Linked DNA regions of Mus musculus: all the other regions are linked to region 1. The links are chromatin contacts, called in public Hi-C, HiChIP or PLAC-seq and capture Hi-C maps. All regions are on one chromosome and are shown on one strand. Each heading gives the region's core, a stretch centred on a gene start, on an enhancer-like site or on the middle of the called end of the contact. The rest is flanking DNA. Distances are from core to core; before and after follow the strand shown.

Region 1 (7,089 bases), core at 1,178-3,677:
CTATCCTCACTAACATACTTCTACTAACTGAAGCAAGCAGCACTGAGCTGGAGAGATGGCTCCGTGGCTAAGAGCCCTGGCTGTTCTTGCACAGGACCAGGGTTGAATTCCCAGCACCCACATGATGCTAGCCAAAACCACCTGTCACTCCAGCTCCAATGGCTCCAACACCTTTGTCTGGCCTCCACAGACACAGCACACACAAAGTGAACACCAATTCACACAGGCAGACATGCAGACACATAAACAAAAAAAAAACATATTAAAATCTTAGGAAGAAAGACAAGCAGACTATACTCAACTCACAGGTATATGAGGCAGAGGCAGCTTCAACTCCTATGTGTGCAAACTACTCCACCCTGGCCTTAGACAGACTGACAGGGACTTGTCTCAGAAGCAACACCACCTCGGCCTTAGATAGTCAGACAGACAGACAGACAGACAGACAGACAGACAGACAGGCACTTGTCTCAGAAGCAATGCCACCCTGGCCTTAGACAGACAGACAGGCACTTGATTCCCAAAAGGCAGGCAGAAAAAACTGAAAGACTTCTTAACCTATTGTGCAAAACCCTGTGAAGTGTTGTCATACTTCAACTCTTCTGGTAATTGTATCAGCCATGTGTTAAAGATAAATGTAAGCAAGCTTAACGTCTACTTGGTCAATTTTTAAAATAATCAAAAGAAAGCTCGAAACCAAATGTATGCACAAACGTAGAAATAGCAGAAATGAAACCCCCAGTTAGTCTTCGTAAGCATATGTCAAAAGGGCAACAGAACCGGCCACTTTCTCCATGCACAGCTCCTGTCTCTGACCCTGGAGACCTTATCTAGGAACCTGGGATGTAGAAGGGACAAGAGTTCTTCAAAGGTCACAGCTGCCCTAGAGAGGTAAAAAGATCGAGACTCTGCATCTCTAGGGGCCATGACAACAACTTAAGAAACCTCAGTCTTCAGACAAATAAGCAACATATTTCTATTCTTCAGTGCCAAGAGGGTGCTTTTACGTATTGATTTAAAGCAGTGCCTCTTCTCAGCGTGACTGCTAGCTACAGGCTCGGCTTTAAGCATAAACACCACAGGTCTTCACAGTAGTTTGTTGTTTTAAAAGTCACTTAAAATACAGCACCTAATTATTTTCAGTATTTCTACCAAAACGCTCTCAAGAATGCTACCTAAATGCCTTGTTAAATCTAGTCAAGATGAAGAGGTAAAAGCAAGAGAGAAGGGCTGGAGAGATGGCTCAGCAGTTACCAACATTGGCTGCTCCTCCAGAGCACCCAAGGTTCAATTCCCAGCACCTACAACTCTCTACCTGTAACTCTCTTTCCAGAGGATCTGACACCTCATGCACATGTACAGTAGGCAAAAAAAAAAAAAAAAAAAAAAAAAAAGGTAGAAATTTTTCAGAAAAACATAGTTCCTAAAACCCAGTTCCTTACAATCTCCCAACACCAACCCTCTTCCCTGGAGGTGGAAGTCAGGGAAGCCCTGGGAAGACCCAGGGTACCACAACTGAGGCTCCTGAGGGGGAAGAATGAGAGCCAGGAGCTGCCAAGAGCGCACAGCAGAAAGGCAGGAAGTGAGGAGTGCAAAACATCAACAAGCTCTTTAGCCTTTGAACTATCTGAAAAGCTCAAGTGTCTGGAATAGAGGAAGTAGGAGTATTACCGGGGCTTCCTTTCCATCAAGCTCAAAGAAAGACAGTTGACAAACAAGAAATGGAAAAAGTCTCAGAAGTACCTGAAAATACCATGTTTAGTAGTCCTAAAATATAAAACCCCCTGGCTGAAGCTGTCTGCAGAGGTACTTAATACAAAGCCACCTGCCCGGCCGTCCAAATGACCTCTGCAGTGTCTCAGCCTTAGTGCAGAATGGTAACTCAGTGCCCTGTCAGAACCAACTGCACAGAAGGAACGCTTTCCATCCTTGAGCAGTGGCCTGCCCAGGCTCCCTCCCTCCATCACACTGAGCTCAGTGGGCAGAGGCAGAGCAGCCTCTCTCCAAGAGCACCGGGAGCACCACGTGCTGCCCAGCTATCTGTAACTGCCAGCAGCCCCGGGCTCCTTGCCATAAAGACTCCATCTCTTTGTCCATTCTTCAGCCCTTAGCACAGGCCCTATTCCATTTCCACCAGAGGGATGCTCTTCTGGGACAAAAAAAAAAAAAAAAAAAGGAGCTTTAACTGCTTCAAAAACAGCTCTTAGCAGCCGCCGCTGGCTGGAGTTAGAGAGCAACCTTGGGGGTGTTTAATGTAAGGAGTCTAACACTTTAAATTGGCATTTACCACGCAGAAATCCACCCTCTTTTACAGAAAGCCTAAAAACATTATCATGCTCACATGAAAATACTCACAGACACCTCTGAAAGCACGAGTCACACACATAACAAACAGCCTGCTGCCTGACCTGGCACCTGGCAAGGGACCAAAACAGGACCAGTATGGCAGTCACTCTTCTTCCCAGGAACCTAACAAAGTTTTACTCACTGTAGAGGGTGAGCAAGTGTGTGTGTGTGTGTGTGTGTGTGTGTGTGTGTGTGTCTCCTTGGGTCTGCACTGTAGCATCACAGCCTGGCCTCAACCTCACAGGATTTACAGCACACCCCATGTCTGCCTCCCTGGGCCCAGCTTCTCTTTGAAGGTGCTGAGGTCTGCTCTCACAGACCTTCTGTCACCCAGGATAAACTGCTGGGCCCATCACTGCACACCGAGGCTACTCACAGGGGAGAGGGGGAGTGTGAATTAGGAAGTATCAAGAACATCAGATACTGTTGACATTACTTAGGGCTTAACACGTATCTCTGGGTTCCCACCACCTTGCGTGCCCAACAGCTCCTCCACACCAACAGGACTTCGCAGGGCAGGGCTCACGAGGAGCCTTCAGCTGCAGCTCCTAACCCCTGTCCTACACACAGCATGGAAAGCCTGGAGAGTAACGCTGTGCAGGGCTAGCTCAGGAAGGGAGCAGTGAGTCACGGCGTGGCTTTGGATAATACGGGTAGAGGCAAGAAGGAGCCTAGGAAAGCTAAGTCACAGTCAGTGAGAGGGAGGGAAACCACAGGAAGCTGAAGCTTAGTCCTTAACGTCTACATCCACACCCATCCCATGGGGGACACACCTAGAAACACAAAAAGTCATCTAACTCCTGCTTAGGTCTGGGGGTGAGTCTACTACGCCTTGGTCTGGCACTCTCTTCTCTGTGTTCCTTCTCTCTGTGGAAGGATCCACTGGCCACCAGTGAGTCACTGTATCCATCCCCTGCCCCCTCCTGCGTCGGTCGGAGGTGTTTACAGCAGTGGACTGGCTCTTGTTCTACAGCACTAACCAGAGAACCTTGCTACTATGGGCAGGAAAAGCAACTTTAATTTTAATAGAACAAGCCTACCCTCGGCCATTTCTGCTTAAGAAAATGGGCAGAAGGGTTGCTATGCGTGAGAACATCAGGCATCTACCTTCTGCCCACGCCCTCATCTGCAAGAAGCAGCAGACACCCTGTCCTGCTTGAAGTAATGGGGAAGAAGACACAGACAACACACGGTTAAGGGCTGGAGAGATGGCTCACAGACTTGAAGCTGAAAGTACTTGATGCTCTTGCAAAGGACCTGGGTTTAGTTCCCAGCACTCACATAGTAGGTCACTGCCATCTGAGTTGCAGTTTCAGGGAAGCCAAAGCCTTCTGGCCTGCATGGGCACCAGGCATGGACATGCACACAGACATACAAGAGGAGCGCTCGTGGAATGCCACTTGTCCTTTGGCTCCTTTGTCTTTTCTTTTTTTCTCCTTTCGTGTCCTTCTCAGACCAGGAAAATGGCATATTGGCTGACTCTCAGTATTTCTAAAGCACTTTTCTACTTTAAATTAAAAACAATTTAGGGGTTAAATACAGCAGCAGATTCCTTTAAATAATTCCAACACTTGGGAGATGGGGGCAGGAGGATCAAGGCCAGTCTCAGCTACAGAGTAAGTTCCAGACCAGCCTGGACTACATAACACTCTGTCTGAAAATGTGCGGTGGAGGTTGGGGGCTCGGAGGATGGGACACAAAATGCCTTAACCAGTAAAGATGGTTGCCATCAAGCAGGCCTCACACTTGACTTCAGTCCCCAGGACCCACATGGTGGGAGGGGAAAACTGACGCTGCAGGTTGTCCTTTGGCTTCTCAATAAGAGAAGGCACCAGAGTAACAAGCAGTTACCACACAAAAGTGAGTCTGTGTGAATCACACGTTCAAAGAAAGCAACCACCACCACCACCACCACCACCACCACCACCACCACCACCACGAAGCATGAGTTGCTTTAAGCACCACAGAATGGCTAAAATAGGTGAGCCAGAGAGTTACTCTTTATTTTAAGGCTCTGATTCCACATCAGACCAGCTCTGCAGAGACCTGCACTGAGGAGCTATCTCACTGCTGTTTAAAAAACACCAAAGCTAGCCTTAAGCCGCAGGTGAGCCTCCAAGACCTAGAAGTGCAATGGAGAGACAGCTCAAGAGAGCTAGAGTGCACTGAACATGTGAGCCCTACCCCACACCCGCTGCCGTGCAGAAGCCTCCAGACTACAATACAACAAAATCATCATACAAAGTTTAGCAATCACGCGTGTCAAATAAAAAACTGGCAATAGCCAAGGACCCCTAAAATGGATGTCTCTTTGATTTGAAAAAGAATTAATGGTTAAGTGGAAATAATTAAAATAGATGTAGTAACGGAGGAATAATAAAGTGCATCACGTGGAGCAACACTAGGAGAGATTTACCAGTGACCAACTGATCTGTAAACATACGCGCTGTGTGGATGGAAAGGACAGCATTGAGAGCCTGGGTGCCGTCATCAGCACACGCAACAGTGGATGCAGCACCCATGCATGGGTCTGTCTTCTGGGCTGCGGTTAGGGCTTTCTGGCAACTTAAATGGATGAATGGCATAAAAAGTCAGAGATGTTTATCTATACTACTTCTAACGAGCCTTTCTCGGGAAATAAACCATGTGATAAGAAAATGAATTACAAAAGTAATTATGTAAAGGAAAAGGCTGTGCACTATTATCAAACTGCATAAAAAAGTTACGGCATCAAAATAATGTGTCTTACCCTATTTATAAGACATAAATTCTAAACATCCGAAGTTTGAGAAACTGAGCAGATGCTGCTGCCCGCGCCATCTAATCAATTCTGTTGTAGTCCTAGAGGACAATGCAGCCATCTGATGGGTTCAGCATCAACTGCGTGAGCCAACAACGCACACAACAGCATTCTACAGAAATAATCAGTAGTTTAAAGCAGGGCATGTGCAAAATTCCTGAAATAACACATCCATAATTCACTGCCAAACTCAGATCCATTCAGAATCCGCAGAGGCAGGAGCATTGTTACAGCTCTGAAATCCATATTCAGTGAGGCTGTGTTCACAAAGTTTCATTTCAACTTCAAGGAAATAGATTACCAGAAAGGCTAAGTACTGACTCTGAGTATCTAAAATCTAACAAAGGCATCCATTCCCTGGGCCTAGGCCTTGAATACTGCCTGAGGCGCCTCTACCTGGGAAGCACACCCTCTGTCCCCAAGTGTGGCAGCTCTGTGGACAACACAAAAAGGCCATTTTGGAAGGCTGAGCTGGAGAGCACAGGGCCGTCCTGACTGCCACCAGGCGCAGGCTGTTGCCAGCCACTTCAGCTTGCAGACATGAGGCACACACACCTCGTCTCCCTCATGAGAACCCTAGTAGTGGAAAGATGCCCGGGTCCTCTTTAGTAACACAATGCCAATACCTCAGGAGAGCCCAAACTTTACTCTGTCAAAGGGGTTAGAAGTAAATGACAAGTGAGAAACTTCACCAAAATGTGGAGGAAGAATTTAGCTCCAAGAAAATAAAAGTCAAGTGGAAGCTTGCCCACAGAGCTCTGTCCTGGTGAAGGCCAGTGCTGAGCCTTTGGGCAGTGCAGCCAAGAGCTTTGCTAAAGTAAAGCTTTGCCATCTATCTATTTCTCCGTTGGACTCTATAAAGTTCTTAGGTCTCCTCACCTGCAAAGCATGGAGGGACTGAACCAGCCAGTGTCCTTCCAGCACTTGCTCTGCCTCAGCCATCATCTGTGCACATCATCACACAGGACGTGCAGGGCGTGCAGGGCTCCACTGCTCTCTGAGTGAGTACTCAGGTTTCCTCCAGGGCTCAGGCTCACTCGGTTGCAAAGCTTCTTCTGAGAAGCTTGCAAAGGAGAGTGGGGAGCTTGCCTAGCAGGCACAGGCCCTGGCTCCATCCTCAGTGCCCCCAAAACGGTACAAATATTTCTGGTGAGTAAGACATCCTGAGCAAAAATGTTACTTTATGAAGGAAAATAACATGTGGTAATAGTGTTTGCAATGTGAGACTTGGAAGGCTTCGAGCCACATCTTCCAAATGTCCGTGATGTACAGCACCACGCCTTGTGATCTGCTTCCAAAAGTCAATCTCGCTCCAAGCTTCGGCACACAGATTACGACTTTATGAAATAGGATCACCTAAATCTGTTTACTCTGAGAGAGAAGAGAACCTCCCACAACCTAATCTGCCACAAAGCACCAGTAATTCCTAGCTGATCATGAGCCCTGCAAGACCAGGTAGGGAGGAAGATGTTAAACTCCAACTGCTATCATCTAGAAGTTACTGGCTCGGAACTTCCAGGACTAAGCCTGAGTAGACTGAAGCCCCACGCCATGTGGCAATGAGCCGGAGCCTACTCTCTGTGCAGTCTCTTTCAGTGTGGATGTTCTGGTCACTAAATGACAAGCATCCCAAATCCCTTGCTTCCAATCATGTGCTCTGGACCTCAACTGCTGCCCTGGCTTTTACTAAGGCTCAGGCCTCGGTCCCTACCAGCAGCTCCTTCAGCAGCCACTGTTCACTCTTAAGTCACCTCCTGCACGGGCCCTCCTTGTCTACAGTCTCCTACTCTGGCCTGTGTGTCAACTCCTGCTCAGTATGCCATTCTCATAAGCTAGCCAGCCTGCAGCCCTGGCAAAGGCAAATGAAGCAACGGTGCACTAACATCACTGCGCAGAGTGTGACACTAATGTCACTGTGCAGAGTGTGCAGCGGAGTGTCATCA
Region 2 (7,089 bases), core at 3,375-5,874, 210 kb after region 1:
TACGCAGCCAGGGCTGCAGTTACCAAAGCTGAAAGGGGCTACAATACCCTTTCCCAACAAGATGGCGCCTTGTCTACCTATTTCCGGGGGTGGGGTCGGGGCAGAGTCTCAAACTCAAGGTTTGGGCCTCTCTGAACGATTGCTTGATTGCTTGAACATCCTCACAATAAGGCGACTGACTTTCCAAGGAGAAAGAGACCTAGCAAGATGTACTGGCTGGTTTTGTGTGCCAATTTGACACAAGCTGAAGTTATCACAGAGAAAGGAGTCTCCCTTGAGGAAATGCCTCCATGAGATCCAGCTGTAGGGCATTTTCTCAATTAGTGATCAAGAAGGGAGGGCTCATTGTGGGTGGTGCCATCATGGGCTGAGAGTCCTGGGTTCTATAAGAAAGAAAGCTGAGCAAGACAGAGGAAGCAATCCAGTAACATCCCTCCATGGCCTCTGCATCAGCTCCTGCTTCCTGACCTGCTTGAGTTCCAGTCCTGACTTCCTTTGGTGATGAACAGCAGTGTGGAAAGTGTAAGCTGAATAAACCCTTTCCTCCCCAACTTGCTTCTTGGTCATGATGTTTGTGCAGGAGTAGAAACTCTGACTAAGATACAAGAGGAGAAGGAGAAGCCACAGTGTATTATATTTCTGGTCAAAACGGGATAAAATCCAAGTGCCCCTGATGGATAGGTAGATACATAAACTGTGGTATACCCATACAGTGGGACATCATTTGGCCATGAAGCAGAACAGAATAAAGTATTCATGATGCTATGACATAAATGAATCCTGAAGTTGTGCTAAGCAAAAGGATCCAGAAACAAAGCATTCATAGTTTCTATTCACTGCAAATGTCCTGAATACACAGAAGGTTGAGGCGGGGGTTTCCTGGAGTTGTGTTGAAGGCCCAAAGGAGAAGTAACAATGACAAAGTATTCCAGAATTAGATAGCAAGAATGATTGTGCAATCTTCTGAATATATTAAAAACCACTGCATTGCACATGTATATTGGAGAGCTACTTGTGACATATGAATTTTAACTCAATTGAAAAAAAAAATCAACCATTTTAATTCCACAGGCCAGGTCATCTCACATTCTTTCCTGTACAGCGATCTGTTGTTGTAAGTATTCTCAGCCGTCCATTCTCTTGTTAGGGGCCCTTTGTGTCAGTTGCTCATCTGTCGAGCTTCCCCTGGCATGGATTGCCCTGTCTCTGTGTGGTGGTGTCTTCAAGGAGCCTCCTGCAGAGCACGGGTGCAGGATGCAGGGTCTGGAGCCTGCTGCGCAGAGCACAGAGCACGGAGGCGGGGATGCAGGGATGCAGGGGGTTTTCTGTATCTTCTGTTTCACAGCCTGGCTTTCTAGAACTCCTTCCTGAGCCTATGGAGACCAAGCAGGGAAACAGCTCTGCCGCCCCGCTTGGCCCTGCGAGCCCCCTGAGGTCTCAGAAAATAGGGCAACCAGAAATGGAAAACAAATCTCGCCAATCAGGAGGTGTGCTGCTCTCCCCACGCTGGTGCTCAGAGACCCACTGGACGGCAGCAGGGCCTCCCCCATCAGAAAGTATTAATGAATATTCACAGGATTCATTAAACATTTCCCCGCGTGGCTGAGCAAAACAGTGCAGAAACCCCCAAGCCATTAACCAAAAAAAAAAAAAAAAAAAAAAAAAAAAGGACCGAGAAATATTACAGGGGCTGGGGAGCCTCCGGTGAGAAATTGATTTTTACTGTTGAAACTCAACCTAGTTGCATGGTTGCGCTGGTGTTTCCGAGGGGTCTGTGTCCAGGGTCTCCATGACTCTGAACAGCCAGTCCTATTTGTGGAAGCTCTCTTTCAGGTAGTCGCAGACACACACTACGGTGCCAGAGCCACAGCCATGTTCACGTGACACTTCTGAGAGTTGAGGGTTTCTCTAGGAACCCCCTTGTTGGATGTTCTTGGTTAATCGGTAGTACCAGTACTGTGTGACCCCACTTGACATAAGGAAACTGAGGCATGTGGTTACTGGCGCACTGTCCCAGAGTCATTGTACTGAGAACAGACCAATTTGTTCTTGATGCTTTGATTGGCCGAGAGGCCTCCAACAACCACAGTGGGGCAGTCCAGCATGGGCCCATCCCCCAAGTGAAAGCCCAGTATAAGAGTACAGTAGGTACAGGCCATCAGAGGAGCCTCTGGGCTCCTCTCTGTGAGTGCAAGTCTATAAGGAACCCAGGAAACAGAAAGCTGTGTGCAGAGTGAACCCCTCTCATGTCCAAAGGGATGAATGACAGTCACAAGCTTCAGAATGACTGGGACAGTTGATGGAGAACATTCTAGAAGGGCCAAGTTCCCAATTACCTGTAGGGGGAATTTGAGGATATTCCACTCCTAACAGCTCTAACTGTGGCTACCTGGAAGTGATGGACACTCCCTTCCAGGACTCTGAGTATTTTACCCTGAATAGAGAGGAGGGGAAGGAGGAGGGGAGGAGGAAGAATGGGAAGAGGGAAAGAGGGAGTGGGGAAGGACAACTGCCAAGGACCAGCCTCAGCTTGGAGAGGGGTCCCTGAGAGAAGGGGTGTTTGAGAGCGGCAAAACGAGCAACTCCTCGTCAAATCATGGGTTACGAACTGACAGCCTGAGTTCTGCTCAAGCCAGGTTGCTCTCTTTACACTCTTCTTTCTCTAGAGTTCTCCAGAGAGCTCTCTGCTCCAGACAACTTTCTTGCAATTCTAAAAACTCGCCGGATAGCTCATTTCTTGCAGATCAAAAGCTCAGTCTTGAACGTACATATCGATCCACTCATCAACCCAGGTTCCCTTTTGAATTAGCATCCCAGGACCCCAGCCCCTTGATTCTTAGAAAGAGACAGCAAGAGCCAGGCTTGGTGGTACATGCCTTTAATCCCAGCAGAGGCAGGTGATTTCTGAGTTCGAGGCCAGCCTGGTCTACAGAGTGAGTTCCTGTTTGTTTGACAGCCAGGGCTATACAGAGAAGCCCTGTCTCAAAATACCAAAACCAAAACCAAACAGAGAGAGAGAGAGAGAAAGAGAGAGAGAGTGAGAGAGAGAGAGAGAGGAGAGAGAGAGACAGTAGAGAGAGAGACAGGAGAGAGAGAGGAGAGAGAGAAGAGAGAGAGAGAGAGCACAAGCACAGACAGGGTTGGGACCCTGAGTTGAAATTAACATTTCTATCACATCTAGCACTGGACCTAAACTCCTGTCCCAGGCTGACCTTGAACTGAGGAATCTGCCTGTCCTTATATCTTTCTGGCTCATAGTGCAGCTGCCTCTGTTCCTTTAGATCCACGAAGCTCCTTATACACTTCATATAGTATCTTTGTATTTTGCATAGTTGAGAAATTATATATTTTCAAACTCAAGTTTTCAGCGTTCTTTCCCACAGCCTTAAGGGCTGTCCTGAAGGTCACAGAGTTGAACTGTTTTGCTGAGATGTAGAAACACCCTCACCTTCTGGACTCCTGCTGTTTCTGACTACCCTGGGGTTATTGATCTTGGCCGAGAGGACATTCCTCAAAGGAGGAATGTGAAAATATGTACACTATTATACACAAACAAGGCTTTACCCACAGCAATCAACAACAGTTGTGGGGGCCTATACCCTGCTGGCTCTGTTCCAGGGGCGGGAAGCCAGGTCATACTGTCTCTTACATGGCCAACCTGAACTTAGCAGATAATGATAGCAGCTTTGAATTGAGCAGCCACCACGTGACTGAAACAGACTCAGTGGGTCTGCTGAAGGGGCCTGATGGCTGGCTCCTCTTCACATAGAACTTCAGCTAAACATTCTCCAAGATGTCTTCTCAGTCTCATATGGCCTTTAAGCCCCCATTTTATGACAAAGCAACCAGGGTTCAGCCAGAGTCTGGCTTGGGTTGGTCACCTACAGCTACACAACACATTCCCTGGCTGTTTCCCTGGAAGCCTTAGGAGCCACAAGGCTGGGATCAAGAGAGATGGTTTTCCTACCTCAGATGTCTGAGAAAGTCACAGGCTAGAGGTGACCTCGAGTGACCATAGTAGGAAGGAAGACTTTGTGGAGCCTGGGCTCTAAGTGTTAGTTACTTTCATGACCCAAAGCAACTTGAGAAGGAATGGCTTTATTCTAGCTAGCAACTCTCAAGTCATAATCTATCACTAAAGGAAGTCAGGATAGGAATTCAAGCAGGGCAGAAACCTGGAGGCAGCAGCTGATGCAGAGGCCATGGAAGGGTGAGGCATACTGGATTGTTTTTCATTACTTGCTCATCCTGTTTTCTTATATAGAACCCAGGACCACCAGCCCTGGGATGGCTCCACCCACAGTGGGCGGGGCCCTCCCTCATCAATCACTAGTTAAGATATGCCCCTACTGATGCAGGCGTCTTTTCAGTTGAAGTTCCTCTTCCCGGATAACTCTAGCTCATGTGAAGCTGACAAAAACCTCTGATTGAGCAGCCACCATGTGATTGAAACTGATGGGGCTGCTGGCTTGTTCCTCTACGTAGAACTATGGGATTGGCTGACTGTGCCTGACATGTCACGACTGCTGCTATGACCCAGAAGAGCAGGCAGAAGAGGCCATGGTGAACTGAGTGACCCAGCCCTGAAAGTCTCGCTTTGCCTCAGCCACATCCCTTCCGTAGAAATGACTCACTAAGGGAAGTGACTTAAGGCCATCATTAAGGAGAGAGGTGAGGGCTACGCCTTAGACACAGGGTTTGTGTGGGCATCAAAAACACCCCAGGGCTCCAGTTCTGTAACTGGAAATGGGTGAGGCTCCACCCACGGATGCCACTTCTTGCTGTGGGATGCAGCAGCCTCTCCCTCGATCTCTTCCAGAGGCTTGTTAATTACACTGAAAAGCAGAAAAATCATGTGTCCAACTATAACAGATTTTTTTTTCCCAATTAGATTCTCTTATAGCACAGGCTGACCCTGAATTCTCAGGCCTCCTGCCTCAGTCTCACCAATTCTGGATGGGATGGCAGATGTGTAAAAACATATGCCTTGGCTTGGGAAAACTTCAATACATGTTGGAAACAAGTTGAGGGAGTGAACCTATTCTCCCCTTAGATTTCACAAACTCTAAATTACATCCAGCATTTCCAGGGAATATTTACTGCCCAGATTGGATTTTGAAGTCAGTGTGAACAAAAGAGAATGAACCAACACATTAATGTTCTGAGACTGATCCCATGCGGAGTTGGTAATATTTATAAAATGTTGGGTTAAATAATAAGGTCAACTTTTTTGTTGTTGTTTTGTTTTTTGAGACAGGGTTTCTGTGTGTAGCCCTGGCTGTCCTGGAACTCACTCTGTAGGCCAGGATGGCCTGGAACTCAGAAATCCACCTGCCTCTGCCTCCCAAGTGCTGGGATTAAAGGTGTGCGGCACCACTGCCCAGCCTAAAGTCAACTTTTTTTTAGAGGAATATGTGTGCTGGAGGTGAGCATACCAGGCATGTAAGTGTGGAGGCCAGAGGTGGGAATCCAGCATCTTCCTTTATTGCTCTCTGCCTTTCACTTTTATTATTTTTTGATTATGCATAGGTTGGTGTGCCAGCCTGTGGGTATCTGCACAGGAATACAGGTGCATACAGAGGCCAGAGATCCCCTGGACAGATCCCCTTGGAGCTGGAATGACAGACAACTAGGAGCCACCTGCCATGGGTAGCAGGAACAGGTAATGACACCATCTGTAGGTGGTATACCATAGATGTACAGAAGGCACATGAGAGTGTGTGCACACATGCACACGTGTGTACATGTACATGCACAAAGAGTGGGCTATACAAATGGAAGGCAGATGCATACTCGGAACCTGTCCGTGATTCCTACTTCTCAAGCATCCGTTTAATGCTGCTTACTGCTTTTTTGTTTCTATAACCTCTTTATTGACATTTAATCTTTGCACCCTAACATGCATCTCTTCAAATGCAGAGTCTGAAGGTCTTTAGCATGTTGTCTTTAGCATGCTGTGCAAGTTGTGCACGGATTGAACTCTCTTACCCTGCAATGGTTGGAATGAACCACCAACTTGACAGGATCCAGGGAATCTCCCAGGAGATGACCCCTAGGCATGCTTGCAGGGGATCATCTTGATTTTGTTCTCTGAGGTAGGAAGACCTGCCCACTGTGGGTGGTGCCATCCCCTGGCTGGGATCCTGGACTGTATAAAAGCAACAGGGGGCTGAGCAGTGGCCTGCACCCATAGCTCTCTGCTTCCTAACTGTGGCCGGATGTGAGGATGTGATGTGACCAACTCCCTCAGGCTCCTGCCGCAGTGACTTCCCAACCGTGATGGATTGTAACTTGCAACTCTGAGCAAAATAAATCCTTTCTCCCTGAAGTTGCTTTGGTCAGAGTATTTTATCACAGCAACAGGAGACACCCATCCCCAGGAGTAGCTAACCCCATTTTCCAACCTTTTGTGCCCTGCCAGTTAGGCTCCTGCTCTCTGTGAAGAATTCCCTCCTCATGTTTCCCCATCCCCATGCTCTGTGCCTTCATCCCCTGCCTGGCTCTGTCTTCACCTCTGATGATAGACTCTCAGCATCCTGATCATCTCTGCATCCCTCAGAGCTGATGCTGTTCCTGGTCCCTGGTGCGGACTCATTGAAATCAAGCAGATGAGGATATAAATGGAGAGGGTGCGGATGGGGCTATGGGCTAGGACCCGATGATACCACCTTTGGGGAAATCAGATCTGCTTGTGCGGAAAAAACATCTCCTTAACCATGAGGGGCGGAGAGGATGGCAAGGCTCAGGAGTCAAATGGACTTACTTACTCAGGAATTCAAACCTTGCCTCTGTTACCCGCCAGCCAGGCAGCCCTTGGAAATCATTTCCTCACCTTTAAAATGGGTAGAGTTCCTCCAACATTGTGGGGTGGAATGGGGATGGGGAAGATGGAAATGATGTGACAGGGATACCTGCTTGGGTGATTGAAAACTTGTGACACAACACATACAAATCAGATTCACATTTTTTTTTTAATTTAAAATTTCTATTATGCTCTCTCTCTCTCTCTCTCTCTCTCTCTCTCTCTCTCTCTCTCTCTCTCTCTCTCTCTCTCTCTCTCTGTGTGTGTGTGTGTGTGTCTTTGTGCAG
Region 3 (7,089 bases), core at 3,029-5,528, 190 kb after region 1:
TCCTGTCTTGGTTATGGTGGCCTCCAAAGTCCACATGTTGAGGCTCAAGGGTTAAGAGCATTTGCTGTCCTTGGAGAGGACCCAGATTCAGTTCCCAGAACCCACATGATGCTCAAGGGCTCCAACCCCCTCTTCTAACCTCTGCACCATGCATCCATGTAGGCATGCACTCACACACATACAAAAATTCACACAATGACTACCTAGTGTGCTGGGGTCACAACAATGACTACCTACTGTGCTGGGGTGACAGGTCACAAGGGTAGAGTCCTGGTGACCAGCCAAAGAACTGGGTTGCCTGTGTGGGGACACAGAAAGGAGGTGCACTCGCCAGATGCTATACCTGGGACCCCTTGAGCATACACGTGTATGTTTCTGTTGTTCATAACTCATCGAGACTGGAGGATTTGGTCACAGCGGCTGGGAAGGAATAACACTCCACGTTAGCGCCAGAATTCTGTAGTGGCTTTAGTGCTTCCACAAATGTTTATCTCACTGTATACTAGGAAACAGGACAGAATGGGGAAGTCAAAAGGAAGAGACTGGACAGCCGATGCGCAGAGGAAGAAGGAGGTAGGGCCTTAGGTGAGAGGAAAATGCAAAGAAGGGGGTGGGGGGGGAGGGAAAGGCAGGGGCAAGGCGCGCATGCTCAAGCAGGAACACCCAGGCGTGAAATGGAAACCGGGCAGCGCATCCCGTTGATGAACCTTAGCTGACTTGGATCCAACAAGCATCAACAGGCTTAACAGCCAAAAAGCGATGGTCTGTCAGTGTTTCCAAGTTTGAAGTCGGCTCTTTCCTGGCCTCCTGGGATGCTGAGTTTGCTACTCCCTCTCCCCCACCCCCACCCCACAGCTCCATGTAAGGTTCGTCAGTGGGTTCATCGGGGGACCTACAAAGTTGGGGTGCCATCACAGGGGTTCCCCGTGGAAGTAGAATATGCTTTCAGTAAGTGCTAGGGACCCCGCCCCCAGCACGATGACTCTCTAAAGTGGGGAAGAGTGTCAGCCCCAGCACCTCAGAAACCAGGCAGGCCTGTGATCCCAGCATTCAAGAGGTGCAAGAGGGAGGGTCGAGAGTTCAAGGTTACTTTCAGCTAGTGACTTCAAAGCCAGTCTGGAATAAATGAAACCCTGACTTTAAAAGGGGAGGAGGGAGAGGAAGAGGGGGAAGAGGAGGAGAGGAAGAGGGGAAGGAGAGGAAGGAGGGAGAAAGAGAATGAAATTGAGATTCTGAGATTGGACGCGACCTGTTCAGGAGCAAACAGCTTATGTCAAGTCTGGGATGGGGAACGAGGTGTGTCTAACTCTGGAACTCAACTTCTGTACTACTTTGCCATTCTGCCTGTCACTAAAGCTAAAGGAAGTGCCCCAGGTGGGTTGAGGAGGGGACAAGAATTGTTGCTTGTGAAGTGACAGGTGTGGGCGGACAAGGTCCAAGGGAGGTATGAGCATGCTCAGAGGTGGATATAAGAACAGAAAGGTGCCAGGTGGGAGGGGTGGGGCAGCAGAGGAGACATGGAGGTAATTTGGGTACAGGGGTGACCCAGGGTCACACCCATAGTCTGACAGAGCTGCAGACTAACTGAAAAAACTATGCTCTCATTTGATACCAAGGCACAGAGAAGTTAATCAGGCTGCCTATGGTAAGATAGCATTCTAACTTCAGACCCTGCCTGCTTTCCCAGGCAAAGCGATGGTAGATATACTACAGATGACATAGAGGACTTCATTGACGTGTCCTGGGTGGGGGGAGGGGGTGCTGCCTTGGAGCCTGTCTTGACTACTGCCTGTTAGGTCGTGGGACATTGACTTTCAGTGTCCTGTTGTGAAAAATGTTATAGAAGGTGGCATATGGGGATGGTCACACTAGGGCTGTGGAATAAATGACCCCCCTTCCCTCCACCCTCTGCTGCATTTCAGGTAAACTAAGCCTCATGCTGAGTGTAAGGGTGGGAAACTTAGGGGTTTGATGAGGGGTGACCTGCAGGCTAGTGTCAGCTACAGGAGGCTTCCATTGGTCATTGACAGATTCTGACTAACAATGTTTATCAACATCCTTGGTGTTTGGAACTGTTTAAGCAAAACATATTTGGTGCCGGGCAGTGGTGGCACATGCCTTTAATCCCAGCACTTGGGAGGCAGAGGCAGGCTGATTTCTGAGTTCGAGACCAGCCTGGTTTACAGAGTGAGTTCCAGGATAGACAGGGCTATAAAGAGAAACCCTGTCTCGAAACAAACAAAAACATATTTGGCATGAAAACTTCTTGAATTCTGTTGGGGCTCCTCCTGGGCTAGCACCCCTCTTTCCCTCTTAGAAGCCAGGGGGCTTCCTCCACTGCAAGATGAATTCCCTAGGCTCTGGGTCATATTAAATATATCCTTCGGGGTGGCAAGGATGGCTCAGCAGAGAGTGGCACACACCCAGATCTCCAGGACCCATATCAAGGTGGAAGGAGAGAACCGACCTCCACACATTGCTGACACAGGTGTCTCCTACCCTGCTCCAGCTGTGCTCAGGGCTGGCCAATCAGAACACGGCATCCAAGATGCACTGGGATGCAGTGCGTGGAGGGGAGGAGTCCTCACCGCTTAGAACATCATGCTCTTGTACTTCTCTCCCGCCTCCAAAATGCAGTTAAATAAACCTCTGTTCTTTATAAATGACCCAGATTGTAGCATCCGGTTATAGCAACAGTGGGGGAGAACAAGAAAAGAGAGCAGACTGTGACACATCACCACAGTGACTGCCTGGAGTGTCTGTCCCTTGCCTCTGTCACTGCCATCTGTTCCTATGCTTTCCAGCTGATTTCTGGCATGTCACCTCTCCCAAGATGTCCTCCTGGATAGCTTTGTGAAGTGGCTTCCTACATCTACTCTTCTCATGTAGCTCCCCCTTTCTCCTCTCTCCTCCCTCCTTCCCTCTCCTTTGTTCCTCCTTCCCTACCTCCTCTCCACTCTCCTCCTCCTCCTTCCTCCCTCTACTCTTCTCACTGTAGCTTCCCTTTTCTCCTTCCTCCTCCTCTCTTCCTCCTTTCCCCTCATCTTCTTCCTCCTCTTCTCCCTCTTCCTCCCCTCTCTCCTCCCCTTCCTCCTTCTTTTCCTCTTCTTCTCTTCCCCCTCCTCTTCTTCCTCCCCCCTCTCCTCCCTCCTCCTCACTTTCTCTCCCTCCTCCTCTTCTCCCTTCTCTTCTCCTCCTTCCTCCTCTCCTCCCTCCCTTCTCCTCTGCTGCCTCCCTCCTCCTTTCTCCTCCTTCTCTTCCTTCTCCTCTTCTCCCTCTTCCTCCCCTCCCTCCTTCCCCTCCCTCCTCCTTTCCCCCATCTCCTCCTCCTCCTCCTCCTCCTCCTCCTCCTCTTCCTCTTTCTTCTTCTTCTTCTTCTTCTTCTTCTTCTTCTTCTTCTTCTTCTTCTTCTTCTTCTTCTTCTTCTTCTTCTTCTTCTTCTTCTTCTTCTTCTTTTTTTGTTTTTTGTTTTTTTTGAGACAGGGTTTCTCTGTGTAGTCCTGGCTGTCCTGGAACTCACTCCAGGCTGGCCTCAAAAGAACTCAGAAATCCACCTGCCTCTGCCTCCCAAGTGCTGGAATTAAAGGTATGCGCCACCACGCCCAGCTTCTCTTCTTCTTCTTGAGACAGGGTATCAAATCAAATAGTCCAGGCTGATCTCGAACTCATGATGTAGCCCAGGGATGACCTTAAACCTACCATCCTACTCCACCCCTGTCTAAAGTGCTGGGATTACAGATGTGCATCACCGCACCTAGTTTAATGTGGTAGGTTAGGTATCCACACTCATGCTGAGCGAGCGCTCCTCATTCTCAGCTGGCCTGCCCCGTTCTGTGATCCCGTGAAACCAAACACAGTCTTGCTGGTGGGTGACCTGCTGAGATTTGGAGGAGGTGGTACTGACTCCTACATTTTCCATTCATGGCAGCACCTAGCACATAGTAGGTGCTTAGTGCACTTTGGGTGAATGAGTGGAAACCTTGGGAAAGATGGGTGGCAGGGAGCTGGTTTCTGGCAGTGAGGACTCATGGCTAAGCTGGAGGTCCAGTGGAGAAGTGCTGACCTCATTGCTCTGGTTCCCAGCCCGAGGCTCATCCAGAGGCCACGGTGCACAGAGGGAACTGTGTGTACGAGTATTTTCACAGCTTCTCAGACTTCTGAACCAGCAGCCTTCCCAGGAAAACACAACACCCGGGGCTTGCTCCCAGCTCCTCCCGAGGAAAGCAGGGCCAGTGCCCCAAAGAGCAGGCCCTTTGTTTACAATAATAAAGCAAGGTCCATGGCAACCTGTTGTGACATCATGGGAGTGTGAGGTCACAGATCCTTCCAGGGGAAGAACAGGACTCAACAGACACAATGGATTCGGAACTTCCCTAGCCCCACCAGGGTGAGAATGTATAAATGTGTGTAAATATATAAACCAGCTGGTTTCTCTTGTTTTCTTTGCCTCCCTCTTGTTCATTCCTCATTTGTGGAAAAAAATAAAAAAAACAATATTTAAATAAATAAAAGTAAAAAAGAAAAACAACAACAACAAAAACCTCCGAGTGGAAAGCTTTGTCCCAGGAATTTCCTGTTGGCAGTTGTCCAGGGAACTGGGCATACCAACAGTCATGTGGAGAAAAGGGCCAGGCCTGGACCAGAGAGAATGCTTGATCTGCTGGCTTCAGCTTCAGGGCTGGGCTTCCCCATCCTGGGGATGCTGGCATGGAGAATTCCCCCATCCCACTCCCTGCCCCTCCCTTTCGCCTCCCCCTACGACTGGACAGTACATTCTGTTCTTTCCCCCCATTCTGTCTCCTCCTCCTCCCCCTCCATCTCTCTCCATTTCCTTCCAGCTTTCATTTTATCTCCTACTGTCTCTACTGTCTTTGTGTCCCCAACCCCAACCCCTCCAAGGCCCTGCCTCAGTATCCTTCTAACTTTAAGGTCTCTCTCTCTCTCTCTCTCTCTCTCTCTCTCTCTCTCTCCCATCCTGGGCTCATGTTACTGAAACATAGGAACATTTCAGACTCAGGGCATGTCTGTGCAGGAGAGGCTGTGTGACTCCGAGTTGCATGGCCAGGGGTCTGAGTTTCCTGGGTAGGCTCCTAAGTAGCAGATGCACATCATGCAGTCAGGAAACACATGGAGCCTGTGACCCAGGCACCAGGGAGGTGGTCACGACTAGCCACCATCTCCCAAGGCCTGCAAACCCTCTACCGATATGATCTTCCTGGCCACCAAGCCTTGCCACAGAAAGGCAGGGAAGGATCCCACCCCTGAATCCTCCCTCCAACTGTCAGGCTCTACACCAACATTTCCATTTCAGGTAAACTGGGCTATCTCAGTCTCCAACTCAGTCTGTTCTGAACAGCCATCCCCTGTGTGCTCCATGCTTGGCAGTGTTGCTGACCCCTGCCCATTAGATTTTTAGTAGGAAAGTAGCCCTGTTGTGACAACCCAATGTATCTCCAGATATGCCTGAAGGGTCCCCTGGGGGAGGGCAGCCTCCTGGAGTGGGGAGGGGGAAACACCTTTGCTCTTCCTCATCCAAGGCACTTTGATTTCCCCAATCCCCATAGCTTCCCAGTACTATGTGTGTTGTTGTGGCTGGTGGTGTCACAGCAGTGTGGTCCCAGGGTTTTCTGGGCACAGGGTGCGTGATAGTGTATGCCAGGTTGATCCCTAGAACCATCTCTGGAGCTGCTATGTGGCGAAGCCAAGGGGCTGCCCTTCATCATTCCGAGGAAGCTGTGGTCTTCGGCTCCTACATCCCTCGCTCTCTCCCCTGTCCTCTCTGCCTGAATCCACCTCATCCTCCTTCCCACTAGGCCACCTCCTCATATCAGGAGAAGAAACCTTCCAAGAGGCTGGCAAGGTGGTTCGGAGAGTAAGGAGACCTGAGTTCAATCCCTAGGGCCACGCGGTGGAGGATGAGACTGAATACATACAGGTTGACTTCTGATCTCTTTGTAGTTCAGAAATCCCATCTCTGGTGAATTGGCTTTGTAGTGAGGAGAACATGGCCTCTCTTGACAGTAGGGCTTGAGGGAAGCTGGGAGTTCCTATGAGAAGAGCCAGAAGCTGAAGTAGATGGGCCGAAAGAAGCCCTTGGGGACTCCCCAGTCAGTTCTGTATTGTGCCTGGTGGGCCCCATTTCTCATTGCTCATGTTCAGTTTAGTCCAATAGGGTCAGGCCATCATCCTTTCCTACGGCCGGCCGGCCAAAATTGGCTGGTGAGCATGCCCGGGGCCTCCTGATGGTTTAACGATCACATTTGGAGCAAAGGGAGTTTGGTGATCTGGGAGCATGGGGGACCTAAAGCCCTGAAAGACAGAGCAGAGGACCTGCTGTCCCCAACTGCCTCCCACCTTCCAAGCCTCTGACCGTGCTGATCTCAGTCAAAAGACTTCAGACTTCACAAGGGACACCCCCCCCCCGGGGGGGGGTTGGCACTTGTCTTTTGCAGAGCATGTTTCCAGAGCTCTCAGCTTGCCCTGAGTGGCATGGCAGATAATGAGAACATAGCCACAAGAACCTGGGGGAGCAATCGAGCCTGTGGCTCTCACCTCCCTCTGAGGACATCCACTCTGCTTCTGGTCCAGGGATACAGAACAGTCCTGGGAGCTTCCAGGCCCGGAGGAAGATATCTGGGCATCCTAGTACCACTCAGCTCCATTCTGCCCTTGACCCACAGAAAAAGTGAACCATGCTGGGGAGGACTGGAGGAAGATTGGCCATGGGATCTTCCCTAATGAAGTCCAGATGGGTGAGCACGTGTGTACACGTGCGCACGTGTGCTAATCCTCGTGTGCCCCACCACGGGCGGCGCATGACATCTTCACCCTACCAGCTCAGCTCTGAGGTCCGTAGGCATGTGCTCACGTGTGCACACGGCAGGCATGCACAGCCGCTTGGCATGAACCACGTTGGGGGTGCCACTTGGAGCAGGAACGATTTAATGTTCCAAATTGGGGCAGCAGTGGGGTGTGGTACCACGAAGAGGGTTGGTCAGAGCCAAGTCAGAACTCTTTATAACATTCGAGGTATCCTGCTTATTCTCCAAGGGTAAAGAGACCCCCGCAGGGTCTGGGATTCTGGAAAAT
Region 4 (7,089 bases), core at 3,114-5,613, 150 kb after region 1:
CTACATTTCTTGTTACTTTGAAAAAAACTACTGAAGAAAAGCAACCTGTTGAAGGAAGAGGCTATGGGGGGGTCATGGTTTGGGGGTTCAGTCTATCATGGTTGTGGGATAAGGGGCACGGCAGCCTGAGGCAGCTGGCCACACTGTGGCCACAGTCCTGAAGTAGAGAGAGATGAATTAGGGTGTGTCCCAGCCTGAGGGGTGATGGCACCGGTGTTCAGGGTGGGTCTTCCCATTTTAATAAACCCAGTGTAGACACTCCCTCTGTTAGGTCTGTTTCCTAGGTAGTTCTAAGTCCTGTCAAGTTAACAATTGATAATAACCATTGCAGTGGGCACTCTGCTTGTTCAGGACTGAGGGGTTCTTCAGGAATATAGAATCCTATATCCTGGACATAAGGGAGAGGAGATGGCCAGTTACCCTCCTTAAGACCCTTTCCTCAGTGCCTTCCTATAAATGTGTACGCCAATCCCAATAGTTGGAGGGGTAAAAACCGGCTCCCAGCCGGGCGTGGTGGCGCATGCCTTTAATCCCAGCACTTGGGAGGCAGAGGCAGGCGGATTTCTGAGTTCGAGGCCAGCCTGGTGTACACAGTGAGTTCCAGGACAGCCAGGGCTATACAGAGAAACCCTGTCTGAAAAAACAAAAACAAAAACAAAAACAAAAACAAACAAACAAAAAGGCTCCTGTCTTGCTCTTAAGAACTCCCACCTGCCCCTGCTTGGCAAAATAGATTGTGAACCTCTGAACAGCAGGAAACGACGTGTTGAGGGGACCACACAATGCAGGGAGATGTCTAAACGGTTGGTTCCCTGGTCGGCTACCTACCGTGCATGCGGGGAGGAATGGGGGTGGAAAGGTTGTGGGGGTTCAGGTATCTCTCAACCTCCTCCAAGCAAATGGGGGAGTCCTGTGCGGGATTCAAGGCACCGTTACTCCAGCCCCAGCTTCTCCCTCTCTTCCCAGAGCTGATGTATAAAAATCTGTGCATGTGCATGCGTGTGAGTGTGTGCGTGTGTGTGTCTGTGTGTGTGTGTACATTTCTTGACATATTAATGAAGCCTCAGTTTGCCAACCTTCGGGGCATAATGCGAGAACTATTTTCCCCCTAATCTGCCATAATGGCATGTTTTATTATGCTATTTCAGGCGTTCCCGGTGCTTTTACTGTTCCATGTTTTATGTATTTTAACTAATGCTTTAATTTTAGTACACTGTGCCCTAAGGGGACTTCACGAAGCTCACTTTGGAAAATCAACAGGGACTCTCGGAGACAACAGGGCATGACTCTATCCATACGTAGCTCCCTGCGGAGAAAAGGAGGCCTCAGAGGAGGCAAGCCAGAGGGTCTTGAGCCTTCTCTTCAAAACACTCAGGCCATGGGTCCAACCTATAACCCTCAGGCAGCATACGTCCTGGGATAGCTGTGACTGTGACCCTACACATCTGTAGATAACATCCTGTCCCAGTGTCAAGAGGCTGAACATCCTTAATGGGGTGAGTCTTAGGTACACGGCTGTCTGAATGAGCCCTTCCATTTACACCGTGAAGAGGCGTTCCCACCGTGATAATATGGTGTCTGGAGGTGAGGCTTTTGTGGAGTCACTAGGATTAGAGGAGGTAACAAGGATGGGCCTCCTGGTCACTCTTCCAGAGTGACTTTATATGTTGAAGAGAAACTGATACATTAGCACATGCCTGTAATCCCTGCACTCTGGAGGCTGGAGAAGAACAAGTGTGAGTTTGAGGCTAGCCTGGGCTACATTGTGAGAGCCTGCCATTGAGGAAGAGGAGGAGGAGGGAAGAGGAAGACCGAGGAGGAGAAGAGAGGAGGAGGGAGGGGAACAGGAGGAGGAAGTGGCTTCACAAGCTTTTTAGCTTCATGATTAGATTAGAAAATCAATAGGAAGGAGGGAGGGAGGAGGAGGGAAGAGAAAGGGGAAGGAGGGGGAGGAGGGAAAGGAAGAGAGAGGAGGAGGTGAGAGAAGGAACGAAGGAGAGGGAGGAGAAGCCTTCCTCCACAGTAGGACATAGCCTAAGGCTCCCACGTATGTTGACAGCCCTCTCTTGGGCTTCCCAGCTTCCAGACCCACAAGGCAAGCAAACTTGTACGCTTCATAAATGTGCCAGACTGTGGCATTCAGTTACAACATCCGAAAATAGACTAAGTCTAGCTTCACTTGAGGAAAGTTTTGTTGGTCTCCCTACCAAGACAGCAAGCTTCCCATGGGGTGAGCTGATTCTCTGGCTGTTCATTGTGTATCCGTGTACCTCAGAGCAAGCTCTGTGTCTGGAGTTCCCGCTTCTTAGCTGTTTGAGTCTGAGGAGGTTGCTAGAATCCTCCTGAGTCTCAGTTTTCTCATCTGGGAATTGGGCTGGAGCAGCACAAACTACAGAGCTACTGTGCCATGTCTGGGCAGAGGAGGGGGGCAGGGATGGGTAGGGGTGGCTAGGCTCTGTGCCCGGCATTCGGAGTGTCTGCAGAGATGGCTCAGTAGCCATCCGCCAGCAGTAAGGGCAACTGTTCCCTTTCTAAGTGACTCCCTGCTCTCCAACCTAAATATGAGAGTCAGCCTCAAGGGTGTCTTTGGCTCCTGCTTGTCTCAGCACAAGTAATCCTCCACCAGTGCCTTGAATGTCAGTCCTCTTTCTTCCCCTTTATCCTCTCCTCCCCAGGTCCTCTTTTTGGAAAACTCATGTTCACCCTGCCAAGCCCAGTTCCCCAGACACGCCCCCCCCTTATAAAACTGTTTGCTGAGTATTTTGGCTGGGATTTAATCCTCCCCCTCAACAAAAATATTTCATGTGGAAATGTAGATCCCAGTGTAACAATATTGATAGATGTGACCTTTAAGACACAAGCAAGGAGCTGGAGAGAAGGCTCAGTCAGGGCAGTGCTTGCCCCCAAAGCATCAGGGTTCCAGCTCATCTCAAAGCTGACATGAGAAAGCAGGGCGTGTGTGTGTGTGTGTGTGTGTGTGTGTGTGTGTGTGTGTGTGTGAATGTGTGTGAGTGTATGAGAGTGTATGTGTGACTGTGTGAATGTGAGTGTGTGACAGAGTATGTGTGAGTATGTGTGAGAGGTGTGTGTGAGTGTGTGAGTATATGTGACTGTGAGTGTGTGAGAGATGTGTCTGAGTATATGTGAGTGTGTGAGTGTATGTGAGTGTGTGAGTGTATGTGAGTGTGTGAGTGTATGTGAGTGTGTGAGTGTATGTGAGTGTTAGAGCGTGTGTGAGTGTGTGTATGTGTGAGTGTGTGAGATTATTGTGAGTGTGTGTGAGTTATGTGAGCATGTGTAAGTGTGTTAAGAGTGTGTGTGAATGTATGTGAGAGTGTTTGTGTGTGTGTGTATGAGAATGTGTGTTTGAGAGTATGTGAGTGTGTGTCACTGTGTTATTCCAGTGCTAAGAGACAGGCACAGGTAGATTCTTGGGGCTTGATGATCAGCCACCCTACCCTAATTGTCCAGCTCCAGGTTAATGAGAGATCCTGTCTCAAAATCCGAGGTGGTTCCTGAGGAATGAAACCCAAGGTTGACTTCCTAGCTCCATATGCAAGTACACACACATACATGCACACACACATACATACTCACTAACACACATATACTCATACATACACCCATACATACTCATACACTCTCACAGAAACACACAAACACACACAACCCTTAGAAAAGAAGCTACATTAAAAGGGGGTGATTAGATTGTTTTTCAGGAATTACTGCCTTTCACAAGAGAGTTTATTCCTGCAACCATAAAGTGAAGCCACCCCTTGTTATGTCCTTTCTATATGAACCTGTCTGTCTTTCTGCCAGCCTTCTATAGCATAAGACCCTCAGCAGATACAACCCTCTGATCCTGGACCTCCACCTCCATAACTGTGGGCTGAATAAACCTTTGTTCTTTCTAAACGACCCTGCCTCCTGCCTTCTGTGACAGCCATAGAAAATTGATGGAGACTCTGACTTGTGCAAAGAATCTCCCAGCATGTGACTGATCTATGGGCAATGAGTGGCAAGTTTGTTGAGCAGAAGAATCTTTGCTGCCTTGTTTCTGCCACCTGGCTGACAGTCACCTGAAGATGTGTTTCAGACCCTGGAGATATGGTGGCACAAGCCACTGTGGCTGCAGGAGATGTGCACTGTCGTTTTATGTTTCCTAGATCAGAACCAAGCTACAGCCCAGGAAACACCTGTTTCTGTAAATAAAGTTTTATTAGACAGAGCAATGCCTATTCATTTATCTATAGTTCCTGTTTCTGGGACAAAGTTGAATGGTTGCCGTGGGGACTGTGACTCACAAGCTTATTTACTATTTGGCCCTGAGCAGAAAAAGTTCACCAACCCAAGTGAGCCAGACAAAGAACCTAAGTTCAGAGACACTTAGCAACTTGCTCCAGGAACATCAGCAAGCCTAGGACAGCCTGGAGTGCCAGCCTAGAACGCCAGACTTTTAAGGGAAGTGCTTTGTCGATACCTCAAAAACCACCCTTGCTTTTGTCTCCTGGGCTGGTCTTCTACAAGGCTCTCCCACTGTTGCTGCCTTCTTGGGAGCTCCAAGGCAGCAGCTGGTGGCAGGGCTAAGGAGCACCTGAAGCAGAAAAGAGGCGGAGGAAGCCACTTCTTACAGAGTACAGCCGCGGGCTTGTTTTCTAAACACTCACTTATCAGCCAGTAGCCCACAATGAGGGGGTCCCTTGCTTAGCTGCTCTGCTGGGCCCCACTTCAGGGAGGCTGTGTCAGGGATTACACAAAGCAGGCTTCCCTCTCCGACTCCGGACCACCCCCTTGATGCAGGAGACAAAATCCCCCCCCCCGCCCCAAATCCCCACATCTAGGTGGCTCTATAGGCTCCCTCACTGGCCCATTAAGGTCCCCAACACCCCACGTTGGGGCTCTCACCCTGCCCCATCTTTACTGCATAAGACGGAATTAGCCCCTTTCTGTTTTTTTTTCCCTCTTTAATAAAGCTGTACTGTGTCCCGACGGTCGTACCCCCACTCCACCCCCACCCCCCGAGCCCCGCATTCCACCCTTCTGAGTCCTCTCCTTCCCGGGCTTTAGGAAATGTCTTAGATTCTCTCACTGGGGTGTAATGGTTAAATTGCTACCAGCTGATTAAATAGCGGCAGCCCAGGCTGTAATCCTTAGCATCCAGGAACCCGGGAAGGCAGAGCCCAGCGCCCGCACAGCCCCTCTGACCCCGCTTGGCCCCGCCCAGCTTTCCCCCTTTCATTTGTTCCAGCTGTTAACGGAATCCTCTGGGAATCCAGGGGGCCAAGGGAGGAGGATAGGGTGGAGGGGAGGAGGGACAAGAGGGGGATGTTTGGGCTCGACCCTCCAGGCTCAGCTCCAGGAGTGTTGGCCTCTAGCCCTGCCCCTCCAAAAACCACAAACACACACACACACACACACACTCATCGCTACACACAAACCTCTCTCACACGTCACACCCTGACACACCCCACACTCATTCACCCCTCCCTCTCTCCACCCCCTCACACACACTCATACCAGACTTACTCACCCTCCCCCACATACACACGCACATCACAAACCCCTACACACCCCACACTCGCTCATTCCCGACACCCTCTCTCTCTCTCTCACCCCCCAAACCTCCCTCCACGGCACACCCACCTTTGCTCACTCTTTCTCACATACACACACAGCCACCACTTCCCTGAACCCTGCACAGTCACACACGTCCTCTCACGCGCAGAAGCGCACCCTGCACATTAACTCAATGTGTGTACACAGACACCCGGAACATGGGTTCACACCCTAAAACTCCTTCCTGCTTTCTATTTTGTAGCAGGAGGACCAGAAGAAGGAGGGTCCCTTAAAGCCCCGCCCTTTCCTCCTAGAAAATCCCTCCCACTTCTAACCCCACCTTCCAAACAGGGACGGATGGAAGAGCTACCCCCACCCTATCTAGATTCAGGGTCAAGAACTCCAGGGATGCCTTGCTACGAACAGCCCAGGCTGGCCTTTTAAACTCACCAATTCTCCTGGCTCTGCCTCCTGAGTGTTGGCATTATAAGCATAAACCACCTTGCCAGGCTAGGGAATGGGGCCTGACGCATGGACCAGGACAGTAGCCTTGCAAAGTGGCTATAGGGATGAGGTGAGACAGGAACAGAGTACCCTGACCAGCCTGGCATGTGTTAATGCTTATCCAAGAGGTTTGCAGAAGGATGGGGTGCATACACCCCAGAATCATCTTCCAGTGCAAAGCTCTGAGTCCTAGACTTTCTGCCCTTTTAGACTAGCCTGGGGCCAGTGCACGCCCAGGTGAGCTGAGCCTGCACCAGCTTCAACCAGCATGCAGCTTGCTTTTCTGTCTGGTTCCCCGTGCTGTCAGTGCTGAATCTGAACTAATAATAGCTGGGCACCCAGCATCCTTGGGAAAGTTGACTTCTGTGGAAAGTTCGATTGGGAAAAGTGGAGAGAGAGCCTGACCTTCATATCCAACCCTGCCGCATGCAGGCTCAGCAACCAGACAGAGAAGAAAATGACTAGCTGTGTGGAGGAAGTGGCTGCCAAGCCAAGCACTCCGCTCTCAGGACCAGCTCTTTCCCATTGCACAGGAGACGAGGGTCCCCCAAGCGGGTCAAAGGGAGAAGCTGGGACCATGTGTGGGGCTGAGGCTGGGCTTGCTTCTATGGCTGGAGACCTTCATCTTATTTGTCAATAAAGGTGAAAGGGAAGAAGAGATCACACTGAATTCAGTTCCAAATTTCCATCCAAGTAAGGTGTCCTTAACCGAAGGCAGGGATTTCACAGACACTCTGAGGCAGCACTCCGATTCCAGGAAAGGTAAATGAAGCCCCCCTCCCCGAGGACTGCAGGGGCCATTTGTCAAAGCAGCCACCAGAAACATACACTCTACCAAAAGACGATCCTATTTTACAGATGGGAAAAATCAAACCCTGGGGAGGAAGGAGAAGGCAAGATACATACATACAGTGAAGGCAAGATGCTAGCTCCCTGGTTAGCTCACCAGGGAGTTCATCTTGTGGGGAAGAGTCATGAAAGAAGGGAGCTTTGTGTCACTATAACAAACCGACTGAGGTAGAGTCATTT

The links. Hi-C and Micro-C count contacts between places; a contact is called where the count stands out from the background. HiChIP or PLAC-seq counts read pairs in DNA pulled down with a chosen protein or histone mark. Capture Hi-C pulls out chosen DNA fragments and counts their contacts.
Region 2: a contact with region 1 is called in a FOXA1 HiChIP or PLAC-seq map of pancreatic cancer cells. The contact joins two enhancer-like sites. A contact is called at or near these places in 4 of 115 datasets of contacts at active chromatin or transcription factors (embryonic stem cells, microglia and pancreatic cancer cells) and 1 of 9 other capture datasets (embryonic stem cells).
Region 3: a capture Hi-C map of embryonic stem cells shows a contact between it and region 1, with 3 times the contacts expected there. The contact joins two enhancer-like sites. A contact is called at or near these places in 1 of 484 Hi-C or Micro-C datasets (embryonic stem cells), 7 of 115 datasets of contacts at active chromatin or transcription factors (the 3134 cell line, double positive thymocytes, embryonic midbrain and 2 more) and 1 of 9 other capture datasets (embryonic stem cells).
Region 4: a contact with region 1 is called in a Hi-C map of the HPC-7 cell line, with 2.6 times the contacts expected there. The contact joins two enhancer-like sites. A contact is called at or near these places in 2 of 484 Hi-C or Micro-C datasets (the HPC-7 cell line and embryonic fibroblasts) and 2 of 115 datasets of contacts at active chromatin or transcription factors (both in embryonic stem cells).

Annotation. Positions count from the first base shown.
Region 1 is chr5:118,609,254-118,616,342 of GRCm38.p6, reverse strand. All of the region lies in intron 2 of Med13l (mediator complex subunit 13-like), which reads right to left. Among named protein-coding and RNA genes, the nearest start is that of Med13l, 52 kb to the right of the region's middle. Within about 2 kb of position 2,427, at least 135 of the 459 cell types and tissues checked have an H3K27ac peak or open chromatin away from gene starts, as enhancers often do. A contact at or near this core is called in the HPC-7 cell line, embryonic fibroblasts and pancreatic cancer cells, where this site is marked.
Region 2 is chr5:118,402,031-118,409,119 of GRCm38.p6, reverse strand. It overlaps Gm30657 (a long non-coding RNA gene), which reads left to right. Exons shown (of 2, transcript XR_878722.1): 2 at 5,530-6,328. Among named protein-coding and RNA genes, the nearest start is that of Gm30657, 8.0 kb to the left of the region's middle. Within about 2 kb of position 4,624, at least 100 of the 459 cell types and tissues checked have an H3K27ac peak or open chromatin away from gene starts, as enhancers often do. A contact at or near this core is called in pancreatic cancer cells, where this site is marked.
Region 3 is chr5:118,422,485-118,429,573 of GRCm38.p6, reverse strand. No RefSeq gene overlaps it. Among named protein-coding and RNA genes, the nearest start is that of Gm30657, 12 kb to the right of the region's middle. Within about 2 kb of position 4,278, at least 120 of the 459 cell types and tissues checked have an H3K27ac peak or open chromatin away from gene starts, as enhancers often do.
Region 4 is chr5:118,463,770-118,470,858 of GRCm38.p6, reverse strand. No RefSeq gene overlaps it. Among named protein-coding and RNA genes, the nearest start is that of Gm30746, 5.3 kb to the right of the region's middle. Within about 2 kb of position 4,363, at least 263 of the 459 cell types and tissues checked have an H3K27ac peak or open chromatin away from gene starts, as enhancers often do. A contact at or near this core is called in the HPC-7 cell line and embryonic fibroblasts, where this site is marked.